Regions from separate parts of the Mus musculus genome. Here region 1 is linked to region 2. Evidence: chromatin contacts called from public HiChIP or PLAC-seq data. All regions are on one chromosome and are shown on one strand. Each heading gives the region's core, a stretch centred on a gene start, on an enhancer-like site or on the middle of the called end of the contact. The rest is flanking DNA. Distances are from core to core; before and after follow the strand shown. Region 1 has its middle 24 kb from the start of Ivns1abp. Region 2 has its middle 16 kb from the start of Gm36297.

The links. HiChIP or PLAC-seq counts read pairs in DNA pulled down with a chosen protein or histone mark.
Region 1: an H3K4me3 HiChIP or PLAC-seq map of microglia shows a contact between it and region 2, with 5 times the contacts expected there. The contact joins two enhancer-like sites. A contact is called at or near these places in 8 of 39 promoter capture datasets (HPC-7-derived erythroid cells, embryonic stem cells, fetal liver and 3 more), 2 of 484 Hi-C or Micro-C datasets (bone marrow-derived macrophages and uterus), 3 of 115 datasets of contacts at active chromatin or transcription factors (bone marrow-derived macrophages, fetal liver and microglia) and 1 of 9 other capture datasets (embryonic stem cells).

What each region holds. Positions count from the first base shown.
Region 1 is chr1:151,317,795-151,323,947 of GRCm38.p6, reverse strand. It overlaps the pseudogene Gm10138. Among named protein-coding and RNA genes, the nearest start is that of Ivns1abp, 24 kb to the left of the region's middle. Within about 2 kb of position 3,362, at least 5 of the 459 cell types and tissues checked have an H3K27ac peak or open chromatin away from gene starts, as enhancers often do. A contact at or near this core is called in microglia, where this site is marked.
Region 2 is chr1:151,036,685-151,042,852 of GRCm38.p6, reverse strand. No RefSeq gene overlaps it. Among named protein-coding and RNA genes, the nearest start is that of Gm36297, 16 kb to the left of the region's middle. Within about 2 kb of position 1,707, at least 24 of the 459 cell types and tissues checked have an H3K27ac peak or open chromatin away from gene starts, as enhancers often do. A contact at or near this core is called in microglia, where this site is marked.

The DNA.
Region 1 (6,153 bases), core at 2,113-4,612, 280 kb before region 2:
TAGAACTAGAAATTCAGCAGTTAATTAAAATGTTTTATCAGTATTTATTTTGTTTGTATGTGTGCTTAGAGAGTGTGCATGCATGGCCCATGTGAGGAGGTCAGAAGACAGTAGGAATTGGTTTTCTCCTTACATCATGTGGGGTCCAGAGGTTGACCAGGTCCTCCGGCTTGGCAGTAAGCACCTTTGCCTGTTGAATCATTTTGCTCAACATTTTAAAGTAGAATTTATTTTGAAAAGGAGATCATTTGAGCTCTATGTGGTGGTCCATTCATATAATCCCAGCACTTGTGGAAAGGATCAGGAGTTCTAGGCTAGCCTGGACAACATCAGACTCTGTCTCAAAGAAAGAGATACTTTGTTTTCAAATTATTCATAAGCATTTTAAGGAACAAAAAAACATTTCTCTTTAAAAAAGAGTAGCTGGCTTTCTTAGTTAGGATTTTACTGCTGTGAAGAGATACCATGACTAAGGCAACTCTTATAAGGACAACATTTAATTAGGGCTGGCTTACAGGTTCAGAGGTTCAGTCGCTTATCATCAAGGTGGGAACATGGCAGGCATGGTGCAGAAAGAGCTGAGAGTTCTACATCCTCATCTTAAGGCCCCTAGAACACCAGCTCCCAGGCAGCTAGGATGAGGGTCTAAAAGCCCACACCCACAGTGACACACTTCCTCCAACAAGGCCACACCCACTCCAATAAGGCCACACCTACTCCAACAAGGCCAAGCATATACACCCTAGGTAAGGGTGGTTCATACTAATGGGAGGAAGGGTTGAAAGTTCAAGGTTTAGCATGGGCTACACAATGAGATTCTTTCCACAATAAAAATTATTAGACATAACCAGGAGTCTCAGCAGAAGCGAAGTGGAAACAGAAAGATTATGAATTCAAATTCAAGTCTAGGCAGGGATTCATAGCAAGATTCTGCCTCAAGTATGTACACATTACACACCACACACACACAGAGGATTGTGTATGTGTGCATAGTTTTACTAAATGTGTTCTCCTGTATCCCCTTGAGTCAAAAAGGAATAGTACTTGATCATTCTATTTCCAGCTAAACTAAAATGCTTACTATGTTTTCCAACATTGTATTTTTGATATATCTGTTGGGTTTGGTGGCTCATGCTTGTAACCTATAATTCCAGCACTTGAGAATCTGTCTCAAAACTGAAACAAAATAAAAATGAAAATAAAAACAAAAACAAAACAGAACAAAACCAAGCAACATCAAGATGGCCCTAAATATCTTCTGTGAGAAGCTCACGGGACAGTGGTCATCAACTCTAGACTTCGTTCAAGAAGGCCTGACCACACAGGCTGCTGCTGTAGTTCTGGTTAAAGAATGGACAGGGCGCTACACGATCTTAGTCAGTGGTGGGAATAACAAAGAACATTTTCCCTTGAAGCAGGATGCCCTGACTCTAGGCTTGGTGTGCTTGCTGTTGAGTAAGGGGCCTCCTGGGAGACCTGGAGACAGAAATCACACATCTGTTTGAGGATGTATTGTTTTAGTCCAGTGGTTCTCAACCTTCCTGATGCCGTGACCTTTTAATATAGTTCCTTGTGTTGTGACAACCTTCAGCCATAAAATTATTTTGTTGCTACTTCATAACTGTAATTTCACTACTGTTATGAATTGTAATATAAATATCTGAAATGCAGGGGTTGCAAGCCACAGGTTGTGAGATGTGAGAAATGCTGTTTTAGTTAGTCAGAGGGATCTCAGCCTGTCATTGTTGAAGCCATTTCGACAGATACTCTCAGATACTGTCCCCTGTGTCATCTGGGGTCCAAGAGGGCTACAGCAGACTCTATACACTTTTCAGTCTCTCTAAAGTAGAAGATATCTACCAATATGTCTTCAGAAATCTCATGAGTAGTGGTGAGACGCTAGGAACCGAAGCTCCGAAGGCCCAGGACCCTGTTTTCCTGTGTGAGCAGTGTACTTGAGCGCCAGCTATTGCTCTGAAGAAAATCACTGGAAGGAAATTAGAAGTGCCTGCTAAATATTCTCATGTTTTGCCCTAGGAAATGATGAAGTTAAAGAAAAATGTTTGAGAGCACATTGTCAGGGTACAGCTTTTTCTTTCTAAGAACTTACATTTCTGAGTCCAGTTAAAAATACAAATTTTTAAAACAAATAAATAATCAAACCCTGAAAAAATTGCTAGAACGCTTCTGTTAGGAGCCTGCTTAGCTATCAGTAAGCTTGAAGGACATGCTGGACTCTTCCCTCACAGTCAATTGCCTGGGCAGTAACTTCAGGACTCTGATTACTATCTCAAGCTGGTCCCCAAAGCCCTAAACTTACAGGATTCCTATCCTCAATAGGATCTCCACCATTGCCATATCCCACAAGAATCACTCAATATGGGCCTGTCAATTACCCGGAGAGGTAAAAACCCCTCAGAAAAGCTATTTCAGGAAAGTTAGGAAATATGTAAAATTTGACTGAACTGTGACCATTGGAACAGTGGTCTCACTCTGGAGAACGCGGCCCTTTACTTGGTAATAGACCCCATCTTCTACTCCTGCACCCTGCATGTCTTCCCTCAGTTCTTTCTGCAGAGACAAGGGATAGGAAGTTGAGGAGAGGCCAGAGTGAGATTCCACTGTCTCTTAAAATGTACTAGCCAGCTGGGGATGGATGTCCATTGAGTGCTTGCCTAGTGTGCACAAAGCTCTGGGTTCTATTCCTAACACTGTGTAAAAGCCAGTGTGGTGGCACAGGCCGGTAATCCCACTCTTTGGAGGCAGATGCTGGAGGATCAGTTTTGGATACATAGTAGATGTTTCAAAAACCAAAAACCAACCAAACCAACCAAACCAACCAACCAATTAACCAAGCAAGCAAGCAAGCAAGCAACAGGCAAGCATAACAGGAACAGGAGATGGTTCAGCAGGTCATAGTGCTAACTGCTCTAGCAGAGAACCTGGGTTCAATTCTTAGCACCATATCAGGTGACTCACAACCACCTGTAACTCCAGTTCCTGGGGGATCTGACACCTCTGGCCTCTGGAGGCATCTGCACTCATGTGAATATACCCCCCCCCACATACCTAATTAAAAATGTTAACAATAGAATTTTAAAAACCAGATACTATTCAGTTCTTTTGCATAGCATATAGACTTCCACAGGCATTGTCAGAACTCAGAAATCTAACACATTTAGCTCAACGATTGAATTAGATTAACTTGGAATTCACAGGTCAACACCATCTAAAAACGGAGCTGTGAGGCTGAGTGAACAGGTTGGTGAGCTAGCTTGCACAACAAGGAAACAAAGTAACAAAGCCCATTCTATTCTGTCAACTCGTTTCCTCCACTCTCTTCCTCTCCCGATGTCTCTGAAAGGCAAGGTCAGACAAGCCACACAGTTTTGTTGTGGTTTGGGTCAGCATTTCTATACACTATCTCCTGGGCCATAGTGAAAGACATTAGTCCACAATGATATACTCTCATGAATTTTGTTAAATAGCAGCTAGGGTTACTTTTAAAAAAATGTTTTTTATTAGCAATAGCATACATTCATTTTACACAATAATGCATTTTATTGTGCATTTTCATAAATATAGTGTATTTTACTTATACCTATAGAGCTACCATTTTTGCTTCTTTGGGATGCTTGGGTTTGAACCTGGGGCTTTGAGTATACTTTACACACATTCTCACTATGCTACACCTGCAGCCTCACCATTTTTTTAATTGTTTTTTTTTTGTTTTGTTTTGTTTTGTTTTTGTTTTTTTGTTTTTTTTGTTTTTTTTTTTTTTTGAGACAGGGTTTCTCTGTGTAGCCCTGGCTGTCCTGGAATTCACTCTGTAGACCAGGCTGGCCTTGAACAGAGATCCTCCTGCCTGTGCCTCCCAAGTGTTGGGATTAAAGGTGTAAGCCATCACCGCCCTGTTTCTTTAAAAACGAATCAGTTATAGTATAGTTCGTGTGTGTGTGTGTGTGTGTGTGTGTGTGTGTGTGTGTGTGTATGCTCGAGCGTGCATGCTTGTGGGCCTTTTCCACTGAGTCCAACACAGTGCCTGTTGCTTTATTGGCTTACAGATAGCCTCTGAAAGAAGGTAATGGCTGCCTTTGGCCACTGGATTGCTCTTGACAAATTTGAAGAGTTTCAACTCTCCTTCTAACATACTGACTGGCAGCCTTGGCAGGCAGCACAGAGGAGCAGCAGTGTCCCCACTGAAGGTCTTCCTCATCGGAGTGTGAATGATGTCATGTGATCTAATGGCAGGTGCCACTCACATTTCTTTAGTTATATTCCCGATACACATCTATTTATAGATTTAAAAAATCATTTCTGCTTGTGAAACTTGGGTGCGCAAAAATCCAAGAAGCTATCTTTTCAGACCCGATGATCTATTCACAGAGTAAGTGTATATAATTGCTTGCTCTCTTCTTTCTCGGGAGCCCTCGGGACAGAGCGCTTCTCAGTGTTTACTGTAAGATCAAGGACAAGAAATTCTGTTTACAGTGTGTATGCAGTGTGACTTTAGGACAGTGGGGGCATAGCTACCCTGAAAGAAAAAAATATGTATTTTGAAATACTTGTGATGTGTTATACTTATTTTGGTTTTTCAGTGCCTTTCTTTTAAAGCCACATCACTCAGCTCCTGGAAGTGTGTGTGGCTCGGGTGTGTGGCTTAAGCTTTTCCAGAAGTTGTATCAACAACAGTACCACTCGGAATTTGTTTTCATGTCAAGTTCAATGCTGAGAGCAAGTCATACTGATGTTTTAAAAAGAAAAGAGAAGAACTCTTCCTTTCAGACAAGTCCCTTGAGGATAGCCCAACTGAGTGTTAGCTCTCGACTCTCCAGGCTGTGTGTCCTGGGAGATCCTCCAGCCACCCCTCTAAGCACTGGCAGATGGGAGCCCATCACTCTCTGAGGCTCATAGCAGAGTCAGCCAGACACCCCAGGGCTCCACGTATGATCCTGATCCAGATGAAAGATCCTCTGCAGGGCCCCACTGTGCTTATAACTAATTCAAGGATCGATTATTCACATTTCTCTCTCTTTTTTAAAGATTTATTTATTTATTTTATGTATATGAGTACACTGTAGCTGTGCAGATGGTTGTGAGCCATCATGTGGTTGCTGGGAATTAAACTCAGGACCTCTGCTTGCTCCAGCTCTGCTCTCTCTGGCCCAGATATTTGTTTATTATTATATGTAAGTACATTGTAGCTGTTTTCAGACACACCAGAAGAGGGCATCAGATCTCATTACGGGTGGTTCTGAGCCACCATGTGGTTGCTGGGATTTGAACTCAGGACCTTCAGAAGTGCAGTCAGTGCTCTTAACCGCTGAGCCATCTCACCAGCCCCAATTATTCACATTTCTATTTGAGGTTTTTACAGTTTTACCAGTTAGAGAAAGGATCCTTATGAAATTGCTCGTTTTAGGGTTCCCTTCCCTCTCTCTCTCGGATTATTACCATTATGTCATAAATGGTATGTATGTCTGTGATCGTAGGTGACTTGAACTCTAGTTAAAACTGCCACGTAAGAGCTGCTGAGATGGCTCAGGGGGTAAACCTTGGCACCAAGTCCGGTTACCTGAGTTCAGTTCTTAGAATCCACACTGTGAAAGGAGAGCCCGACTCCCTCTTGTCCTTGCAACTCCCCTAAATCCCACAGACACTGGTGGCACATGCATGTTCCTCCACAGGAAGATTGCGAGTTTGAGGATGGTCCGGGCTATGTATACTGAGTTCAAGGATAGTCTTGGTCTCCTCAGTAAGACTGCCTCAAAAGCAAAAAGAAATGAATTACAGATAAGTGACATTCTGTGTTGTTATTTTGTTGTTGTTGTTTTTGTTGTTGTTGTTGGTGGTGGTGGTGGTGGGGTGTGTGTGCGTGTGTGTGTGTGTGTGTGTGTGCGTGTGTATGTGTGTGAGTGTGAAATACAGGGTCTCAATATGAAGCCAAGAATGTCCTGACTTTGCTTTGTAGCCCAGGCTGGCCTCAAACTCCTGACCCTCCTACCTTCCTGGGTCTTCTTAGTGCTGAGCTTGCAAGTGTACAAGTACCTGTTTGTTTTCTGGTTTTTGTTTGCTTGGTTGTTGTTTGTCTAAAAATACGACCCCCAAACATTATGTGGAATGACTCTAACATATTATGGAGTTATCACAAAT
Region 2 (6,168 bases), core at 458-2,957:
TATGAAGCCTTGGATCTACTTATTTTCATGAGCTGTGATTTCCTACGCAGTTTTGATATCACAAGAAACCTAAGCGATCCGCTCCACTTTCAGTTTTACCTACACAGCTAGAGCTGCTTTTCAAAATGCAAACCAGGTCGTATTCTTCTCTTCTTAAGTCACTTGCAGAGGCTTCCATTTCATAGCCATGTGATTTAAGTGCTTTGATAGTGTGTATGGGATCCTACACATCTGGCTAGCAAGGACTTCTGTGTTGGTTACAATCACACGAATACTGCCGCATAACCAACAACCACAGATGTAAGGAAAAACAGTGTTCTCTTGCCTAGAGTAGTCTGCAAAGTGGCTGTGTTTGACCTTAACTAGAGTTGTTCTCGTGCTTAGGAGCTTTTGGGCTTCACATAGTCTAGGGAGAACTTAGTTGAAATGACAGAGACGCTGTTTTTTCTGGTTGTCCAGTAGGCTAATATACATGGTCATGGAAGTGGCAGAGGTAACAGTGAACGCACACAGAATCTTACAAGGTTTCTTGCTGCCTACGCATGGAACCAGCTCACTGCTATGTCTACTGAATTGCATTGAGCAAACTAATTAGTCGAGCAAACTAATTGCGTTGAGCAAACTACAAGGTGTCTTCCTGGTTTAGGGGTTTAAGAAATGGATTCTGCCTGGTCACTGAGAGGAAATGCGGCAGTGGGTTTGAACACAGAGGAGACAGGACCAGGAGCCTTCAGGTATGCTCTGTCATAGAATTGAAGAAAGACTTCAACATTCAAACTAGACCTCAGGCATTAAGGACTAAAATACTGTCCACAGAGGTTTGTGATTTCATTAGAGATGATGCAAAGAGAAGATGAAAAGGAACTAACATCCTAACCTTCATATAGACAAAATAATGTGATGTGGGGGAGTGGGGGCGGGCGGGCATGGATACCAAGCTGCTGTGGTGAAAGAAGAACTAAAGGAAAAAAAAAAAGATATATTAGAAATTACAAATACTGTAGGGTGAGAAAGTTTGTGGGAAACTTAGAAGATAAAATTGAGGCCTTTTTTTCCTCGTGAAAACACAGATAATAACAAGAAAGGGATATTAAAACAAGGTAATAGTCAATTCTGAACATCCTAGATCTGATTAATAAGAATCCTGAATAACCAATGGAAATCGCCAAAAGTAGGAGAAAATACAGACTCCACAGAGTTTGCCCAAAGAGAGCTGATTGGGGGGGGGGGCGGTGAGAGGGCGGAATTGGCATGTCCATTCCTGTCGGTCCTCTGGCTTTATGGAGTCACAGGGGAGGGAAGGGGGGCTGACAGACAGACAGACAGACAGACAGACTGACTGACTGACGATGGAGGGAAGGGGGGCCAACCCAGATACAGGTTCAGGATCACACGGGGCAGCTGGTGTTTCCCGTGATTTTATTGGAAAGTTGAGCGTGAGAAGAGGGAGTAAGGATGGGGATAGCTCGGGCACCATCTTAGTTTAATAAATGTGTTTAATTCAAACTTATTTTCAAAGTGGACAAAAGTGATATATTTGGTAACACCAGGAAGTGGACACAATGTAGCTGCTAAATGAGGCCCTCAAATGTTGACATGAGGGGAGTTCAATGTGACATGTTTAGTAGGAAGTGGGAGAGGGGAGGAAGCGAAAACAGACCAAAGTAAACATTAGCTCCAGATAAATGAAGAACAGCATATCCTCTGCAACGCCCGCCCCGCCCCGCTCCGCCCCTGCCCCCGCCCCCACCCCGTGAGAACAAGACAGTCAGCTCCTAAGGATCCTCTCACATTTCTATTGTTATTGAGTGCGGGTTTTGCTTTGGCACCTTCTGACGTCTTTTATTCCTGTTTGTTGGCCAAATCCTAGATAAATGTTTCAAGTTCCCACTGTCAGATCTCTTCAGCGTTGAGGATGACTGTTAAGACTTCATTTGAGACAATGCCTCACAGAGTTTCAAATTAGGTTGTGTTTAAAGCTTTAGAAGTTAGTCATTGATTGAGAGGCTGAACTCCTTCACTGTCTCTCTGCTTCACTCTTATTATTTAGGCTGCTTCCCACTTGAAATCAGGTACCTCGACAGTGCTCCACCAAAGTGCTCAGTGGGAAGGGATGGTGGCAGGGAACTCTGGGGACATAACTGGATGTGCTGTCAACTAATACGAAATCTTGGTTTAAGGAGACGTTGAAGCAAGTGGCGTCTGTTTCCCTCTCCTTCAACAAAAGAGAGGGGAAAACAAAACAAAACAAAAACAAAAACAAAAAACAAAAACAAAGATCGATTTCGAAATTTAAGCAGAACTAACTCTGGCTTTAGTCATGAAACTCCGGAATTGTCGTTTGAAGGGGGAAGTGCAGTTCATGTTTGATTTATTGGAACTTAGGCTGCTGGGTGTTTGACTTATTGGAACTTAGGCTGCTGGGCTTTGTTAAAGAAAGTGTGTCATCATGAAACTAACATCAGAAACCTGCAAACAAGACTGACTTGGGTATACATTGCAGTATATAATTATATAGGTACCTTGGCTCTATCTTAGAGGTCTGTTGTAAATAGTGTAAAAGACCCCTCCCAGCCCAGAATGCAGCCAGTGCCCAATGAGTTCACACCCATCACCATGAGAAAGCTGGTACAGATATGAGGCGACGTGGCTAGTACACCCAGTGCCTGCTCTCACGGCTCAGTTTCCAGTATGTGAAAGGAGAGCTTAAGATTTATCTCCTCCACATCTTTTAATCTTCGGAAAATCAATTATGAATGCAGGCTCTCTGAATCCTTTCTGCTTTGACGGGATAAACAGTTTTATTTTCTACCATGTATGTTTCAAAATCTCGAAGTGACAATCTCATTCATCACTGTAAAGCACCTCTATTCCTGGGATTAGTCCCTGTCATAGAGGTCTCAAATGGTGTTCATTTCATCAAGTATTTACAATGTAAATTCATAATTGAATAAGACAGACATACGTGTGTTTGAAGACTTATAAAGTACACAACATGGGAAGCCGGGGACTCTGACAGAGGAGGAATCTTTGCTTGTCCTTGGATTTCCCAAACCAATTGAATAGAGACTACTTTTGTTAGGTGATGTCTGCTTAATATGGCAAGGCTGCATTTTGGGTTAAGAACCCATGCTCGTTTTAAAAATTCTCTTTCTCTTGCCTTTTTTCGAGGCAGAGTTTTACTGTATAGCCTGACTGGCTTGGAACTCACTATGTAGATCAAGTGGCCTCAAATCTCAGTCTCCCAAGGAGAGTTTTTAATAAACCCAGCTTAAAAAATTATTTTTTAAATGTAAGAGTTCACGGAAAAAAAAATCCGAGTCTTTGAGAATTGATGATAGGTTAGGCTCATGGGGTAAGGAGAGGGTTAGAAGATACTGGAAGGGAGACAGACAGGAGGACAGTGAACTCTATCCATTGTGGAAGGAGCAAAGGAGAGGAAGTCACGTGACTTCTGGTTTACCCAAGTTCATTCACTCGGTCCCCTGCCCTGTGTTTACCTTTAAATCAGTTCACCTATTTGGTCTCCAGTTTTATCCTGTGTCAAATGGGGTTGGCAAGGCAAGATGTCCTTCTAGGGTGTTATCTAGGCTGACTAAGTATAGTCTGGGCTTATTTTGTTTTGAGAAGTAATGGATAACATTTTTGTACTTTGGTGGAAGGATGATGTATAAGTCAGTCTCACCTTTATAAAGCATTTTAAAAAAATGAAGGTTCTTTTGCAGTGGGAATAGTATTGTTTACTATGATTTAAAAATGTTTGTCTGGCTCTGTGTGTTAAGATAAAAACTAAATCAATAATGTTTTTAAAATGATGGCAATTATTTTAGGTGGACAGAGCAACCCATAATTTCATTGCTACATTTTTTTTTTTTTTATGTTCGCTCGGCTTTCTGGCAAACAAATGGAATGAGTCTTTAAACCACTGAGGAATTAGAAGATGCCTCACGTTCAGTGGCTAACGGGAATCACTCCATAAGCCCACAATTGTATCCCACTAATGCATCCTGTTGAGTCAGGTTAGCGCAGTCCTGGGGAGGCATTGTCGCTCTGCACACAGCTTTGTGTCAGGTGGTCGACCTCACTGTGAACTGTGCTGCATTGCTTTCCTGAGCTTGATGGACTTAATGGCCATGACGCGGATTGGTTGACAGAGGCAGAGAACAAAAGAGATTTCTGGAAGGCATTAGCGGCCCTGAATAAAAAGTATGCACATTACTGGATTGTTTTGGTAGTAAGTGATCATGAGTCATTGTTTATAAACTCACTTGCATTTGTTACACAGAAGAGAAGTGCTTTGGTAAAAGCCATAATTATTCTGGAAGATACTCGCTCATCATTGTAAAGATACTGCCTCACAATGCCGGCGCTGTTTGTAGTCAAATGTTATGCTGATACTACAAATAAGTATTTTTCTACCTGATAACTTGCTTTTGCCCCTTCCCTGTAATTTCTGGGAGTAATAAAGAGTACTTCCTGCAAAGCAAAATTCTGTCCCCCCTGAAAACAACTTGGCTATACAAAATGTGAGGTCTAGTTTCCAGAGCAATAAGAGCTTTGAAGGAGTTGGAGGATAACATATCAGCCTTTACTTTTAACGATCCTTAAGAGTGCAGAATATATTTGAATTCAGAATTCTGTAGCAATTCTCATTTAGCGTTCATTCTTTGACGCTGCAGTCGCCAAAGCCTTCTGACTTCCTTCAGTGTTCACAGCCTTCATCTAGACTTGGATTCACCAGTTCTGTATATGTGCCCCAGAGTCGGCATATAACAGTGTTATATATACAGACTCACTCAGACATAAGGAAGGTTGACGCTGTTTGCAGAATAATCGGTGGAACTGAGGAACATCACGATAAGTGAAGTAAGCCATTCCTATAAGAATAAATATCGTGTGCTTTATCTTCTGTGTGAAATATCAGGTAAGAATAAAAAATGAAAGCAAAAGGGGGGAATCGTTGAGATGTGTGAAGGGAAAGAGGAGAGAACATTTTTTCAGGTGCTTCTCGGTATTCCTCAGTTGAGAATTCTTGGTTTAGCTCTGTACCCCATTTTTTTGTGGGGTTATTTGATTTTCTGGAGTCCATCTTCTTGAGTTCTTTATATATACTGGATATTAGCCCCCTATCTGATTTAGGATTGGTAAAGATCCTTTCCCATTCTGTTGGTGGCCTTTTTGTCTTATTGACGCTGTCTTTTGCCTTTCAGAAACTTTGCAATTTTATGAGGTCCCATTTGTCGATTCTCCATCTTACAGCTCAAGCCATTGGTGTTCTGTTCAGGAATTTTTCCCCTGTGCCCATATCTTTGAGGCTTTCCCCCACTTTCTCCTCTGTAAGTTTCAGTGTCTCTGCTTTTATGTGGAGTTCCTTGATCCACTTAGATTTGACCTTAGTACAAGGAGATAAGTATGGATCGATTCGCATTCTTCTACATGATAACCACCAGTTGTGCCAGCACCATTTGTTGAAAATGTTGTCTTTCTTCCACTGGATGGTTTTAGCTCCCTTGGGAAGGATCAAGTGACCAGAGGAAGTTGGATGCCCTGGATCTGGAGTCATGGATGATTGTACACCACCCAACTAGGATGCCGGCAACGGAACTGGGGTCCTCTGAAAGAGAAGCAAATGCTCTCAAACGACGAGCCAACTCTCCAACCTCTGAAGCCCTATTTGTAATATACCTTCCCGTCTGAGATGCTATTATTACTAGATCCAGGCCAGACCGTGATCCAGGCTCACTAACAGAATGCGTGCTCTTCAGTTTTTCATCGGAGAGTTTCAATCTTGAACTTTTTTGTTTGTTTGTTTGCAATACAATTTCAGTTACTGTACGTAGAGAACAGAAGGCCTGAAAGGGACCGGGTGGCCTCAACTTAACTCAGCACCATCCGCTTGACAACCACTTTCGGCTTCTAGAAATTCTCACAAATGGTTTCGTAGATTCAGGCCTTGATCCAGCCACCGTTCCAGGAAAAAACAAATAACCTACGTGAAGCTTAAGTGCGGCTTTTTCAGCACAGGCCCTAAGATAGGGCTTGCGTTAGGGAAACAGAAGTGCGGAAAGACAATTAGCATTTCCTGCCTTTTGGCAGAACAACTCAGTTTGTAGAATAAAGCCCTGGAAGAGGAAAACAAGCCTCTTTGACCCCAACTGAACTTCCTCG